Regions from separate parts of the Sus scrofa genome. Here region 2 is linked to region 1. A link is a contact called in public HiChIP or PLAC-seq data. All regions are on one chromosome and are shown on one strand. Each heading gives the region's core, a stretch centred on a gene start, on an enhancer-like site or on the middle of the called end of the contact. The rest is flanking DNA. Distances are from core to core; before and after follow the strand shown. Region 1 overlaps LARP4B (la-related protein 4B). Region 2 overlaps LOC102163368 (a long non-coding RNA gene).

Region 1 (7,219 bases), core at 413-2,912:
TGCAGAAGCCTCTCCAGGCTCAGGCACCTTGAAACTCTTGTGACCTGGCGGGGCTGCAGTTAGGAATGAGATGTTTTCCTACAGAAGAGTGTCTTGGGATTCTAAGTGACCAGAAGTTTCATAATTTTCAGGCATGGACACTCTTGGCTTACTGCCCTTTTCAAGTTTAGCATGTTGAGTGTGTTTGATTATCATTTTGGAGGTTTTTAATCTGTTAACTCAGTTTTTATTCTTTGAAATCATGAGCTTATAGCTCAAGATAAAAAGCTATAGATGAGATGTTTTCCCAAAGTTGCTATATTGCCACAAGTCATATTACAGTGGTCCCTCCTTTTCTGCAGGGGATCCATTCCAGCACCTGAAGTGGGTGGCTTCAACTGTGGATAATATCGAATCCCTATGTGTACTTTTATTTTTCCTATACATACATACCTAGGATAAAGTTTAACTTATACATTGGGAACAGTAACTAATAATACAATGTAACGGTTATAGGAGTCCCCTTGTGGCATGGTGGATTAAGGATCCAGCATCACTGCAGTGGCTTGGGTCGCTGCAGTGGTGTGGGTTCCATCCCTGGCTTGGAGCCTCCACTAGCCACAGACTTAGCCAAGCCCCCCCAAAACAAAAATAACCCCACCCCCAATTATAACAGTATACTGTGATAAAAGTTATATGAATGTGGTCTCTCGAAATACCTTATTTCACAGAATTGCCTTTTCCATCTTAATTAATCACTTACTAAGCACCGTGGCTGTAACCCTTGCAGTTTGAGGTGCCACAGAAAAACTAGTATGGGGCATTCCGTCGTGGCTCAGAGGAAACTAATCTGACTAGTATCTGTGAGGATGTGCGTTTGATCCTTGGCCCTGCTCAGTGGGTGGGGGATGTGGCGTTGCCGTGAGCTGTGGTGTAGGTTGCAGATGTGGCTTGGATCCCCAGTTGCTGTGGCTGTGGTGTAGTCTGGAAGCTGTGGCTCCAATTGGACCCCTAACCGGGGAGCCTCCATATGCTGCGAGTGCAGCCCTAAAAAGCTAAAAAAGAAAAAAATTATCATGAATTTCTTTTTCCTTCAGTGTTTCACAGATAGAAGATTCATTCGTATTGTAGTTCTTAGCAACTTCAGCGTACAGCTTTTTCCCATATTAAATCAAGAACTTTTTTTATCTTTTCACCTAAAGGAAGCACCTCATAAGGCTTCCCTTTGGCATATCTGAATTGCCAGCATCACTGCTCTTGTGCTTTGGGACCATTAGTGAGTAAAATGAGGGTCACTTGAACACAAGCACTGCCAGACTGACAGTTGATCTGATAACCAGCCAGCTACTAAGTGACTAACCGAGGGATACGTGGGACAAAGGGATGATTCACCTCCTGGGCGGGGCCTCGCGAGATGGAGTCACGCTGCTCAGAATGGGGCGCTGTTGAAAACTTGTGAGTTGCTTATGTCTGGGATTTTCCGTTTGGTATTTTCGGACCATAGTTGACCATCGTAAGCAAAAGCATGGAAAGCAAACCCCAGATAAGGAAAGGCTACTGTACTCGGCAGTACTGTGTTGGGCAAGGGACAGCTAGATCATGAACTTCAGGTCACAGTTTGGTGCGGGGGTGTGGTTAGGTGGGTTTATGGATAATCGGTGAAGAATGAGTGTGTCATGTGTTTAATAATTACCTACACGTATAATCAGCTTAGTCCAGCCACATGGGTATTTTGTTTTTATTAGTGCCCTTGTTACCTGTCTGCCCTTATAAGAATGAGAGGGAAGCCTTTGATCCTTTCTGAGTATTCATGTAATGTTTGGTGTGAATGAAGTGACACTCTGAAGTCAGTTTCTGAGATTTTGAGTTTTGATCCACACTGTGTTATTAATAGAGATTTGATAGCTAGTTTGTGAAAGTAACTGCCAGAAAAATAAAAGTAAAACTAATTAGAAATACAACTAGTTGGCTGTTGGCAGAATGAGGACAGTAACTTTGGTCCCCTCTTTAAGCTAAGTTTTCTTTTTCTTTTTTTGTCTTTTTAAGGCCACATCTATGGCATATGGAAGTTCCCAGGCTAACGGTCAAATCAGAGCTGTAGCTGCCAGCCCACAGCACAGCCACAGCAACGCTGGATCTTTAACCCATTGAGCGAGGCCCAGGGGTTAAACCTGCGTCCTCCTGCATGCTAGTCAGATTGGTTTTGCCTGAGCCTCTCCCCTAAGCTAAGTTCTCCACGGCACTGTTTGAACTCAGTAGGCTGCTCTTCAGTTGATGACTTTAACAATGGCGTCTCAAAAGAAAAATCGAAATTGTGAAAGTGTTAACTTTATGTACGCTATGGAACTTTAAGCCAGTGTTTTATTGTTGTTGTTGTTGTTTTAAGGAGATTCGTAAAGCAGTCATTAAATTTTTTTTTTTTGGCCACCCTATGGCATATGGAGTTCCCCAGCCAGGGGTCAGATCCAAGCTGCAGTTATGACCTAAGCTGCAGCTGCAGGAACATCGGACCCTTAACCCATTGTGTCTGGCGGGGAATCATGCCTGCGTCCCAGGGCTCCCAAGATGCCACCGATGCCATTGCATCACAGTGGGAACTCCTAAACTGCTTTTTAAAACATTGAATTAATGTATTTATTCTGGAAAAATTAAGGGCTCTTTTTTTTTTTTTTTTGTAAATTTTGTCTAATTTTAACTTACTAGCTTTAATCCATTTAGGAAGGCATTAACAGATCTTCCAGTTTGTATCATATATTCAGACTCATCTTTGAGCAATGGTCTAAGCGAAATTCTTTTAAATTCAGTGGTTTCCTTCCCAAAGCATTCAGACTTCAATATCCACACTGTTGGCGCAGGGCTCTGCCTTCAGGCTTTGGAAGCATCAGTGCCTCTGTTCACACCCATCACCTTTTCGTGACGAGGAGCTCTGACTCGCTGTGAGCACCAGGCCCCCTCTTGGCCTTTGGTTTAGCCTTCTCAGCACCATTTTGCTTGCTCCTGCTGTGTGTCTAATGATTGAGATCTCAGCAGCCTACAGCTTTCCCGCAAAACGTGAGAAATGAGTGTGGGTCCCGTCAGCTCCCATCTTCAACAGTGTATTTGGCTTATAAGTCAGATGACCCAAAGTCCTTGCCCCCCAACATTTGTTCTTTGGAACTCGTGTTTTACTGTTTGGGAGGGAACCCCTGTTTACTGGGGCCTGGAGACAGTTGCCTGACATCACACAATGAGAGAAGAGCAGATAATGAGATCTATCTAGCTTCTTGCTTCCAAGACCATTGCAGATAGTGCCCGATTCTTGGAAAGCATAGGTGTCTTGGATAAAGTTGTCTTAGGTCCAGTAACCTGATAGGTTTGAGGGCTCCACACACAGCACAGCTGAACATCAGAAGCACTGGCTGTGGGAGTTCCCATCGTGGCTAGCAGTAGTGAACCTGACTGGTATCCGTGAGGGTGTGGTTTGATCCCTGGCCTCGCCCAGTGGGTCAGAGGATCCAATGGTGCTGTGAGCTGTGGTGTAGGTTGCAGACGTAGACGTGGGTTGGATCTGGTGTTGCTGTGCCTTTGTTGCAGGCCAGCAGCTACAGCTTGGATTTAGCCCCTAGCCTGGGAACTTTCATATGCCTCCGGTGTGGTCCTAAAAAGACCAAAAAAAAGCGGGGGGGGGGGGGGGGAAGAAATGCTGGCTTGAACAAGAAAGTTTTCATCGTAGTTTTATAGTGATGATTGTTGAGGTCAGGGTAGCCCACAGAACAAGACTGAGAGAAGTTCATTTACTGTCCTGAGCAGTAGTTCACAATTACTGGAGTTGACTCTGATAGTTTGCTTGGAGCTTGTATGGTTTCATTGCCTGTTGAACTGTAATCCTAACTGGCCTCGGAGTTGTGGTCCAGTTACACAAAGGTATTATGTTGCAATATCAAACTCAAAGATTATCCAAATGTATGTGTTTTTAATTCATAGCTGTGGAACAAATTCTCTTTTCAAACAGTGGTATCATTTTGTAAGGAATAATTCATGCTAGGGGGTATTAGGTTTTTTTGTTTTTTTTCACTTTTTTGTCCTTTTAGGGCCACACCCGCACATATGGAAGTTCCCAGACTAGGGGTTGAATGGGAGCTGCAGCCGCTGGCCTACACCACAGCCACAGCAACGCCAGATCTGAGCCTCATTTGCAACTTACACCACAGCTCACAGCAATGTTGGATCCTTAACCCACTGATCAGGGCCAGGGATCCGAACCTGCATCCTCAATGGATATTAGTCGGATTCATTACTGCTGAGCCACAGTGGGAACTCTGTATTTTAATGTTAATAATTTGCACTGTCATTTTGGAAAACGTGGAAGCATGTTAGGTTGTCACATGTAGTGCTTGAGGACTGTGGTTAGCTTCTGTGCTTGGCCTCAGTAGCTGTTACTTTCAGAGTACAGTGTGGTTGGCACAGGTCCCCCCCATTCTCTCCAGAAGTAGAGCACTCCTCTGGAACCTTCCATAAGCCAAAACGATGTTAAGCAAAGAAGCAGTTATGTCAGGAAAAGTCTTGTTTTGGGAGGCCAGGAAGAATGGCGAAGCACAGGCCTCGGTCCCCAGCCACAGTGGCTGGATGTGGGGCTGGCTGCTGAGGCCCCTGGTGTCCTTGGGGGCGGAGCGCTCTGCCACCACAGGGAGGGCCAGCGCCACCTCTCTAGTTTCACAGCAGAACAAACGCTGAAAGCTGTTTGGGATTTTTGCAAAAGGAGAAATTCTCTCCAGGTCTCTTGATGCGCGAAAATGGGAGCTAATGCAGCCTTTCACACAAGCGGGCAGCATCAGTCAGGCCCCCTTGGGAGAAGCGGGCGAGCTCTGCATTCTTCCCTCCAGGCCTGGCGTCTGGCTCGCTGCTCACAGCAGCGCCCGCACTTGTCTGCACACGAGCCCGTTGCGGGCTCAGCGCAGGTGAACGTGGCCGCCCCCAGCCCTCACCTCAGGCCCCTGCTCTTAGCCTTCTCCGTCACCCAGCCTGGCGTCGTCAGTGGACTTGGGGAGCAGGAGGGGGTGTCCTTGAGCACCTGAGTTGTCTTTAGCACTTCTGGTACATGTCCGTTTTTCTAGTGAAAGGACTTACAACTTTTCAGCGTATTTTCAAAAGGACCTTTGATCTCTTCTTTGAATATAAGTAATAGTTTTTTGTGTGTTTGCCACTTAGGAATGTCTTCTGTGTGTTATTTTGATAGTTAAATGTAGTTTTTCCCGTCAGCACCACGTTGTATTTCACTCTTCTGTATGTTCAGACCCCATCTACACACTTAACTGTGTGTACACACGTGTACACATACAAAATCTAGAGGATATCTAAAATAAAATGAAAATGAACTCAAAGTACTTATATCCTAACCTAAAAATACTGCTTTTTCCTGCTTTAACACATCATTTGGAATCAGCAGCAATGGAAGCTTTCCCTTGAATCATCTCATTTTTCTGAGCTTTGTATTTTAAATACTAGGAATTTCTTCCCATGTGTCTATTGCATGAGAGATGAAGTGATCAAACACATATTTCCCGAGATTCTGCTCTGTTGGGCACTGCCTCTCAGGAGTGCGGTGGTCAGGAGACGGCTGGATGTTTTCCTGCCCTCCCGGTACTTGACTCATGTGACACAGCTGTCGCCGCGTGGGAAGGGTGTGCGACTCAGGCTTTGTGGAGAGGATGACGAGTGACATTTCAGTGGCCTTGCTGGTTAGAGTCCCAGGTGCCTGCTGTTGTTGGCTTGAGCTGAGGGCTAGGAGACAGGGCTCCTTGTTCAGGAAGGTCCTTCTACGGAAGGATGGGTGGGTTTGGGGAGACTTAAGAGGTTGGGGTGGTAATTGAGTTCAGAGCTGATGGTTATTGGGGACAGTTCAGTGACAAGAGGTGAGGAGCTATAGGCTTTTTGGAGAGGAAGGGGTTTCTGGTTTGTGAGGCTGGTAGATGACCTGCCAGGTGGTGTCTTTCCTTGAGATCTAGGGATTGTCAGTTTGTGTTTGTTTTGGGTGGGGGAAGGCGATGGATTAAAACAAACAAACAAACAAAAAAACAGTTGATCTTGAGGAATCCATAGGTCAAAAAAAATGTTCAACCAGGTATTTGCTTAGATGCGGTGAAATTCAGCATATGGTGTTCACTGAGAGCAGAAGAGCTTGAGGCCCATTGAGGCAGCAGCTCTGGGTGATGCTCTCCCAGTGAGGCCAGCCGCCCTCAGCATGCTAGGGCATGCTGGGGCGGGTGGGCTGCTCTTTGCTTTCTTTGTCTCTGTCTCTCTTCCCACCAGTTGAGCTGTTGGCTTACGAAAGCCAGTTCAACTTGTGCCTGAGTTTGTTCAGGGCACTTGTACTCATGAGTGCAATTACATGATGTAACTCATAAACTGATAAAAAAAAGTACTAAAACATTTACTCATAGGAAAACTAATTTGAAAACTTTGGAGTGTCTCAATAAAACAAATCGCCAAGAGACTTGTCATTAAATTAGGCAGATAAGACAACTATAAAAAATTGGGGAATAACGTTTCGAGAAGTATTGTGCCATTCAGACTATTTTTTAAGTGTCTGAGTTGTACTTTAAAGACACAAAGTGAAGTCTTAGGTGATTGACTAGGATGTGGGTTAGGTGAGCAAGAAATCGAAGAACATCTAGCAGACCGACCGAGGCTAAGAAAAAGCCCAGGTGAGGAGCGTGTACAGGTTCAGGGCTCTGGTGTCAGGCTTTAGAATTGCTTCCGTTTACAGCTCCTTCCGTCACGGTCACGGTCACGCAGGAGAGAGCTTTACTGTGCGGCGGAGGAGGAGGAGGAGCAGCATCCAGGGAGGGTCAGAGAGGAGCAGGAGAGGAGCAGATGCGGGAAGGGAGCGCTTGCAGAGGCTGCTGCTGGGACCACCCAGCATCAGGCAGGCAAGTGGCTGTCTTGGAAGGACCAGCATCCTTGGGGGGGCTGCAAGGAGCCCCCGGCCCTTTGGTTTGTCCTTCTCTGTTCCTGCTTCTTTCGCCTTCACTCTCCCTGTGCTCTGTCTTCGGAGGCTGCATGGGCTGGGCGTGTTTAAACAGTGATGGACGGAAGAGGCAGAAGGTACAGGAGAGGAGGAGGGAATGGGATCCGGACCACAGCAAAAGGACCAGGGCTCCTATAGTTAACAGGCAGTGTTTTTCTCCAGACCTTTGATGTGGAAACTGCTGAGAAAAACTCATTCACTTCCATGAAGTTTTCGAAAGTTGCCTTAGGTGCA
Region 2 (6,922 bases), core at 3,574-6,073, 680 kb after region 1:
AATATAAGCAAAAATGAAGATGCTCAGGAACCATTCCCAGTTAAAAGAACAGGAGAATTCCTCTGAAGGAGCGAACAATGAAACAGACCTCTGTAGTCCAACAGACACTGAGTTTAGAAAGGAGAGAGTGAGAATTCTGAAGAAATTAGGAGCAAATATGAAGGAATTAAGAGCAGATATGAATGAGATTAGAAAGGAAACAGAAAATATATAGAGGAGCAAATAAAAGTTAGAAAATTCATTTGCAGAGTCACAAGCTGAGTTAAAGGCATTGAAGAGCAGAATAAATACTGCAGAGGAACGAATAAGTGACTCGGAAGATAAAATAGTGGTCCCACCCTCCTCCTCTCATCCTCCCCAGTATTTAAGCTTTGCTTCTCCTGCAGCCTCAATCAGGACAGAAAACCAAATGAAAAAACATGAAAGCAGTATAAGAGATCTATGGGAAAATATAAGGTAGGCCAATCAATGCATAATAGGGATCCCAGAAGGTGAAGAAAAAGAAAAGGGATTGAAACTATATTTGAAGAAATTATGGCTGAAAACTTTGCAAATCTAAAGGAAACAGATGTTAAGACACAGGAAGCACAGGGAGGGTCCGAACAAGTTGAACCCAAACAGGCCCACATCAAAACATATTATAATAAAAACGACCAAGTTAGAGAGAGAATTCTAAAGGCAGCAAGAGAAAAATAATGACTTCATTACAAGAGAACCCCTCATAAGGCTACCAGCTGATTTCTTTACATTACAGGCCAGAAGGGGAGGCAATATATATTCAAAGTTCCTGCTAATTATCAGAGAAATGCACATCAAAACTACAGTGAAGTACCACCTCATGCTGGTCAGAATGGCCATCATAAGTAAGTCTACTAATAACGAACACTGGAGAGGGTGTGGAGAACACGGAACCCTCCTGCACTGCTGGTGGGAATGTAAACTGGCACAACCACTATGGAAAATAGTATAGAGATGCCTCAGAAAATTAAATATAAAACTACCAAGGGGTCCAGCAATCCCACTCCTGGGCATATATCCAGACAAAATTTTTATTGAAAATCATACAGGCACCCTAGTGTTTACTGCAGCACTATTCACAACAGTCAAGACATGGAAATAACATAAATGCCCATTGACAGATGAAAGGATTAAGAAGATGTGGTCCATATGCACAAGAGGATACCACTCAGCCATAAAAAAGAACAAAATAATTCCATTTGCAGCAACATGGGTGGAACTTGAGGCTCTCACACTAAGTGAATTAAGTCAGAAAGAGAAAGACAAATACCATACGATATCACTTAGATGTGGAATCTAAAATATGGCACAGATGAACCTATCTGCAGAATAGAAACAGAGTCACAGACAAGGAGAACAGACTTGTGGTTGCCAAGGGGGAGGGGGAGAGGGAGTGGGATGGACTGGTAGCCCTGGGTTATTAGATACAAACTGTTACACTTAGAACTGATAGACATGAGGTCCTGCTGTACAGCATAGGGGACTACGCCAATCACTGGTTATGGGACATGATGAAAGATTAACATGAGAAAGACAGGGTGTATGGATGTATGACAGGGTCACTTTGCTGTACAGCAGAAATTGGCAGAACTATGTAAATCGACAATAGTAAAAACATTTTTTAAAAGGGTTTGGTGAAGTACACAGGAAAGAGATTCTGTACAACACTCTGCTTTTTAAATTCTTACCTACCTATATTTATCACTTCAACAACTTCTACCCTCCATGTGTCGACCTACAATGTACGCCATGGTCTGGTAGGGTACTAATGAGAAAGCAGAAAGATGCTCTAAATTTATATTTCCATTGGAAGTTTACAGAAGTTAGTAAAATTTCCAAGGGATAAATTGTTTAGATGATTTAGAAAGTTAATTTATAATTTTGTAAATCATGCCTGAAATTTAAAAGTTATTTTTTAATCTCATTCTCTTCACGAGCTATTTAAATTAAGGACAATATCTGGGATACTGGGGCAGGGGCTCTGTGAAGGGCTTGTCTAAGTGGGGTTGTGCAGAGAGAGTGTGTGACTGTCCAAGGAGATTTACTGTGTCCAAGGAGATGGGCACATGATTCCACACTGTGCCCAGTGCACTTGGGTGAGCAGAGTCCACTTGGATACAGCTTCTAGAGAGCCTTGCTCAGAGCAACCTACTCATCAGGTTTCTTGACTTCGCTCTTCGGAAGTACACAAAGCGCCTAATAAAGCCCAATAAGGGAATTAATAAACTTCTATGTTGCATCCTTCATGTAAAATGAGATTTAACCTTCCTGTTCATCTTTTCCTTACTGTAACTAAGACAGCTCACACATCGACTCCCATTTTTATAAGGCTCTGCACGTTAGAAAATCCTCGTAACTGTGCTGTAGATGCAAAAGCTACAGAATCTGACCAGGAGTGAGACGGTTAACTGGCTCCACATTCTTTACTATTTCCTCTGCATTTGCCCACCACATGATTTCTATAGAACAATTGCCCTGCTCGCAATCCTTCCTTTGCACCCTGTTTCCCAGGAAGGTAAGACGAGTCTCCATATTCCCATGGACGAAAGGAGAGTCCACTGAGAGCAGAAGTGCCAGTCCCAGCTCACGGTAGGGAGGGCTTTCCGTGGTGTCGGCAGTCTTGTCCTCATCTAGCTCTAAAGAGATCTTACCAAGTGAAACCCATATGCAGATATGAGGTCCATTTCTATTAATTTTTACCAAGGCAATTCATTGGTAATGTTTTAAAAAGTATCAAAGTTTTAAATCTATGTAATAGTTTTGCATACTGTTTTAGAAAGGGTACAATCCCTATTTCACATAATCATTAAAGGCAGTGAAATTTTTTTTTCTTTTTATGGCCACAGCTGTGGGCATGTGGAAGTTCCCAGGGTCAAATCAGAGCTGCAGCTAAGGCCTATGGCACAGCCGTGGCAACACCTGATCTGAGTCACATTTGAAACAGCTTGTGGCAACACCTTAGATCCTTAATCCACTAAGCCAGGCCAGGGCTCGAACAAGCATCCTCACAGAGACAACACTGGGTTCTTAACCCATTGAGCCACAGTGGGAACTCCTAAATCCAGTGAGATATTTTAGAGCTTGTTTACTTTCTTGGAAAATGCAGAATTTCAATTATTTTCGGTGGAAAAGAACAGTAATTGGTCTTAACACTCATCTAAAAAATGGCGTTGGCAGACATCATTACAAAAAAATTTAAAATCCATTGTATGAATATACATAATTCTATTTGTTTAAAAATAAAATATTTTTTCTATGAAGTAATAATTCTAATAACTGAATCTAGGTTACTTAGAAATAGGTCAGAATAGCATGACCGATGAATTATCAAATCTAACATAAGGCTTATGTTGTATTTTGTACCATTTTCAGAAAGGTAAAGTACTTTTTCCATCCAGCACATACAATCCTACCTCAGTCAGGGAGCATTTCACCCAAGTCATTTCTACAAGGAAAGCACTGGCACTAAAAACTCCACTGGTTATGAAATATATAAATGTTTTTGTTTTATTCCAGGGAATATTTTCTGAAGTTCAGACAACGTAGCAACATGAAATAGAAGTTTGTCTTATTCCCTTTGCAGAAGAGATCAAATAAGTAGCTGCCTTTTAGAGTTAACTCATGATTGTCAACTACCTATTTACTCCATCCTTCTAATCAGAAGTTTTCCTCCATTTCTTTTGCAAGCTTGTGATCGTTTCAGAGTGCATGTCTTAGATTCTGTGTAGGACCAGCAAGCCCCTTTCCCCAGCTCCTGAACCGGGAGACAGAGATTGCCTTCAGCTCCTGACTTGGCAGTCATTTCACGCAAGGTGCAATGTTTACCAAAGAGAACAGGAAATCTTTTCTCCAGTAAAATATATTCTAGTTAAACAATGAGTTTTAGTAGGAAATAAATGTGTTTACCTCGTATGTTGATAAAATTGCCTAAAGTTAAATTACAAGTCCTTCATTTGAAAGTAATCACAACTAAAGAGCTAGAGTTTCTGCTGTGGCGCAACGTGCTTGGTGGTGTCTGCGGTGCCAGGACACGGGCTTCAGCCCCAGCCAGGCACAGTGGGTTGGGGGATCCAGCATTGCTGCTGCTGTGGCATAGGCTGCAACTTTGGCTTGGATCTGATCCCTGCCTGGGGAACTCCATGTGCCTCGGGGCAGACAAAAAAAGGAAAAAAAAAAAAAGAGTGTTAACAGATCTGTTTAACTCTGAACATGAACTCAAGTATAGATTTACTAGATGGAGGAATAAAATCACTCCAGGTATTCCAGGGTTTGATGGCATATTAGGAGTTTTCTCTCTCAGAAGGCACTGTTTCCACATAGTGCAAAGAATTCCCTCTTTTGATTCCTTGTGGGTCTTGGTTACATGGGCTGTGATTTTAACCATTAAAAAAACCTCCTTGTATACTCAGCCTCTATTTTTCTGCCTGGATGGAGGGGACAATGGCCCTGTAGTCACTGCAGCCTGCTGCGTGGTTGCTGGGAGAGTGGATTAGCCATGCCTGTTTTGGTTTTGAATGAATATACCCCCGGCAAGCCATGCAGACAAAACAGTTTCTTAGGTGGCACATTTATAGAATTGGTGGCTCATCCTTACAAACGCCCTATATTCCCATGGGGCTGAGCTTTCATTATCAAAAACTCAGAGACACGGGTGCAGTACTCACAGCATAAACCTATATTCCTTACTTCATTTCCTCTTTCTGTCTTTTGAAAGAAGAGAAGAATGGAAGGACATGTCCACAAGCCTTTACGTTGCTCCATTCCTAGCACATCTCCAGGAAAATTAGACCAAGTAGTTTTCTTGCGTAATCTCCATCGGGAGATTAGTAATCAGCGAGACCAGCTGACTCTGAATTTTGTTGTGCTCAATGTAATTCTCACACATGAAGAATTTGCTTGTCTTCTTTGCCCGGAGGGTTCCCTTCCCTGATCTCTTGAGTAGAAATGAGTATTGTCTGAAAAGTCTGGGGCCAAACAGGGATACGGGCAGGGGAAGGGTGTGTTGTTTCTGTTGGGTTCCTGGAGTGAAAAGGTTCTAGCATCAAAAGTTTTGAGAACCTGGGGGAGGCGCCAGTCCCACTCTGGCCAGGGAAGAGATGACCTAGGTTGTGGGGAAGTAGTTTCCAGTGTGGTTTGTAATACTTTCAGCAGTTCTGAGGGTGGCCTGCTCTTCAACTTGAGGTTTGTATATTTAAAGATCTGTAACTACGTCCTGGAAGAAGAAATAAGTCTGAATTAAATCTCTCTCAGGACAATACACTTCTATCAAATTAGATAAAGGGAGTAGGCAAAAGTTATTGAGGACAATTAATAGCTGGCACAGTTAAAATTCCTATAGTCCCAATTCCAGTAAAGAAGTACTCTAATCAGTTTTACCTAATGCTATACGCTGATTTTCACAGAAATCCTGGAGGAGTGAGGTGAATTCATTTTCTTTAGCTAAAAGGAGTATATACTCATTCAACATGTACCATACTGATGATGACAAGATAATGGAGGAAATTAATATTATATTAATGTACAAGAAACTTGCCAATTTCCAAAGGAAATTAAAAGGATTACATTTTCTTTTATTTTTCTTCATCAAGGGAGAAAGGATTAGAGGTCTAACTTCATCCTTATTTCCCTTTTTGTTTTTTGTCCAGAAAGTATGGTTTTTATTTCTTTCTTGCTGTGTGTACCCGGTTATTCTAGATTTCCCTCCAGATTCAAGTGTTAATTTCTTTTCTTTTCTTTTTTCACTTTGTAAGCTGATTTGAGTACTTTTGTAAAGAAGACACACACTCTTAGTTTATCTAGCAGCAGTAGGAAAAGAAAAGCACTGGCCCAAGTCCAAATTCTTCTTTATAAAATCATTAAAGATTCAATATCAATTCCTCTGAAATAGGTGCTTTTTTCCCATCTCTGTTATGGCTGTGTTTTAGCTTAAATACATTTGTCTCCTTTTAGGTCCTAAAGTTTTCAACCGAAACGTGTTTTTTTCCTTCTTTCTTTTCCAAAATTGTTGTGCCTATTTGAACCTGGATAGCGACAGCTAAAAATGGCCTGAATCTGTCACGGAGAGACCCTGTAAGGCTCATAAATCTTATTGATGCTTTTTGCTAGAAGAGGTCATAAACATTTAAGGGACTGCTAAAACGTTAAATTAAACTTCCCCCAGTTTGTCAAGGGCATAGTTTTCTCTTGTAATCTAGATTCCTTATGCCTTCATTCATTGTTAGTTTAAAATTAGTCATCTAAAATAACTGAAAATGGAGCTCCCGTTGTGGCTCCATGGGTTAAGAACCTGACACTGTCTCTGTGAGGATGAAGATTCGATCCCTGGCCTCGCTCAGTGGGTTAAGGGTCTGGCATTGCCACAAGCTGTGGCATAGGGCATGGATGTGGCTTGGATCCTTGCTGCAGCTGTCGTGTAGGCTGGCAATTGCAGCTCTGATTCCACGACTAGCCTGGGAACCTCTATATGCCACAAGTGCAGATGGAATAAAAGAAAAAAATAACTGAAAAGTGTATCTGAGTCTTGTTGGACTACACCTTGCACCTGAGAGTAAGGCGTCATAATTCAATTTTCTGACTGAGCTCACAGGGCACGTAATTCTTCTTTCAAACTCTGAGAGAAAAACATTCATCTATCTCTGCCTCGATAATGAGGTAAAACTGATACAAAAACGAGGAGGGCATAGGTGCCCAATGAGGAAATACAGTCAAGAGCTCATTTCCTCTCCATGCTTATCTGCTACCTTCTCCCTTCTCAGAGGCTTCTCCTCAGAGCAGCAACGACCGGGAGGACTCTGTGGTGGAAACACTCTGCCCCGCTCTGTCCGTTGCGGTCGCCATTCAGGCGAGTGTGGCTTTGAGCACTTGACATATGGTAAGTGCAAGGGGTGGACTGAAGTTTAAATGA

The links. HiChIP or PLAC-seq counts read pairs in DNA pulled down with a chosen protein or histone mark.
Region 2: an H3K27ac HiChIP or PLAC-seq map of alveolar macrophages shows a contact between it and region 1. The contact joins two enhancer-like sites. A contact is called at or near these places in 1 of 5 promoter capture datasets (fetal liver), 1 of 47 Hi-C or Micro-C datasets (embryonic fibroblasts) and 1 of 2 datasets of contacts at active chromatin or transcription factors (alveolar macrophages).

The regions. Positions count from the first base shown.
Region 1 is chr10:68,629,094-68,636,312 of Sscrofa11.1, forward strand. The region is part of intron 1 of LARP4B (la-related protein 4B); the gene reads left to right. Among named protein-coding and RNA genes, the nearest start is that of LARP4B, 11 kb to the left of the region's middle. Within about 2 kb of position 1,663, at least 18 of the 83 cell types and tissues checked have an H3K27ac peak or open chromatin away from gene starts, as enhancers often do. A contact at or near this core is called in alveolar macrophages, where this site is marked.
Region 2 is chr10:69,309,933-69,316,854 of Sscrofa11.1, forward strand. LOC102163368 (a long non-coding RNA gene) reads left to right here. Exons shown (of 4, transcript XR_001299417.2): 2 at 5,968-6,087; 3 at 6,774-6,889. Among named protein-coding and RNA genes, the nearest start is that of ZMYND11, 18 kb to the left of the region's middle. Within about 2 kb of position 4,824, at least 6 of the 83 cell types and tissues checked have an H3K27ac peak or open chromatin away from gene starts, as enhancers often do. A contact at or near this core is called in alveolar macrophages, where this site is marked.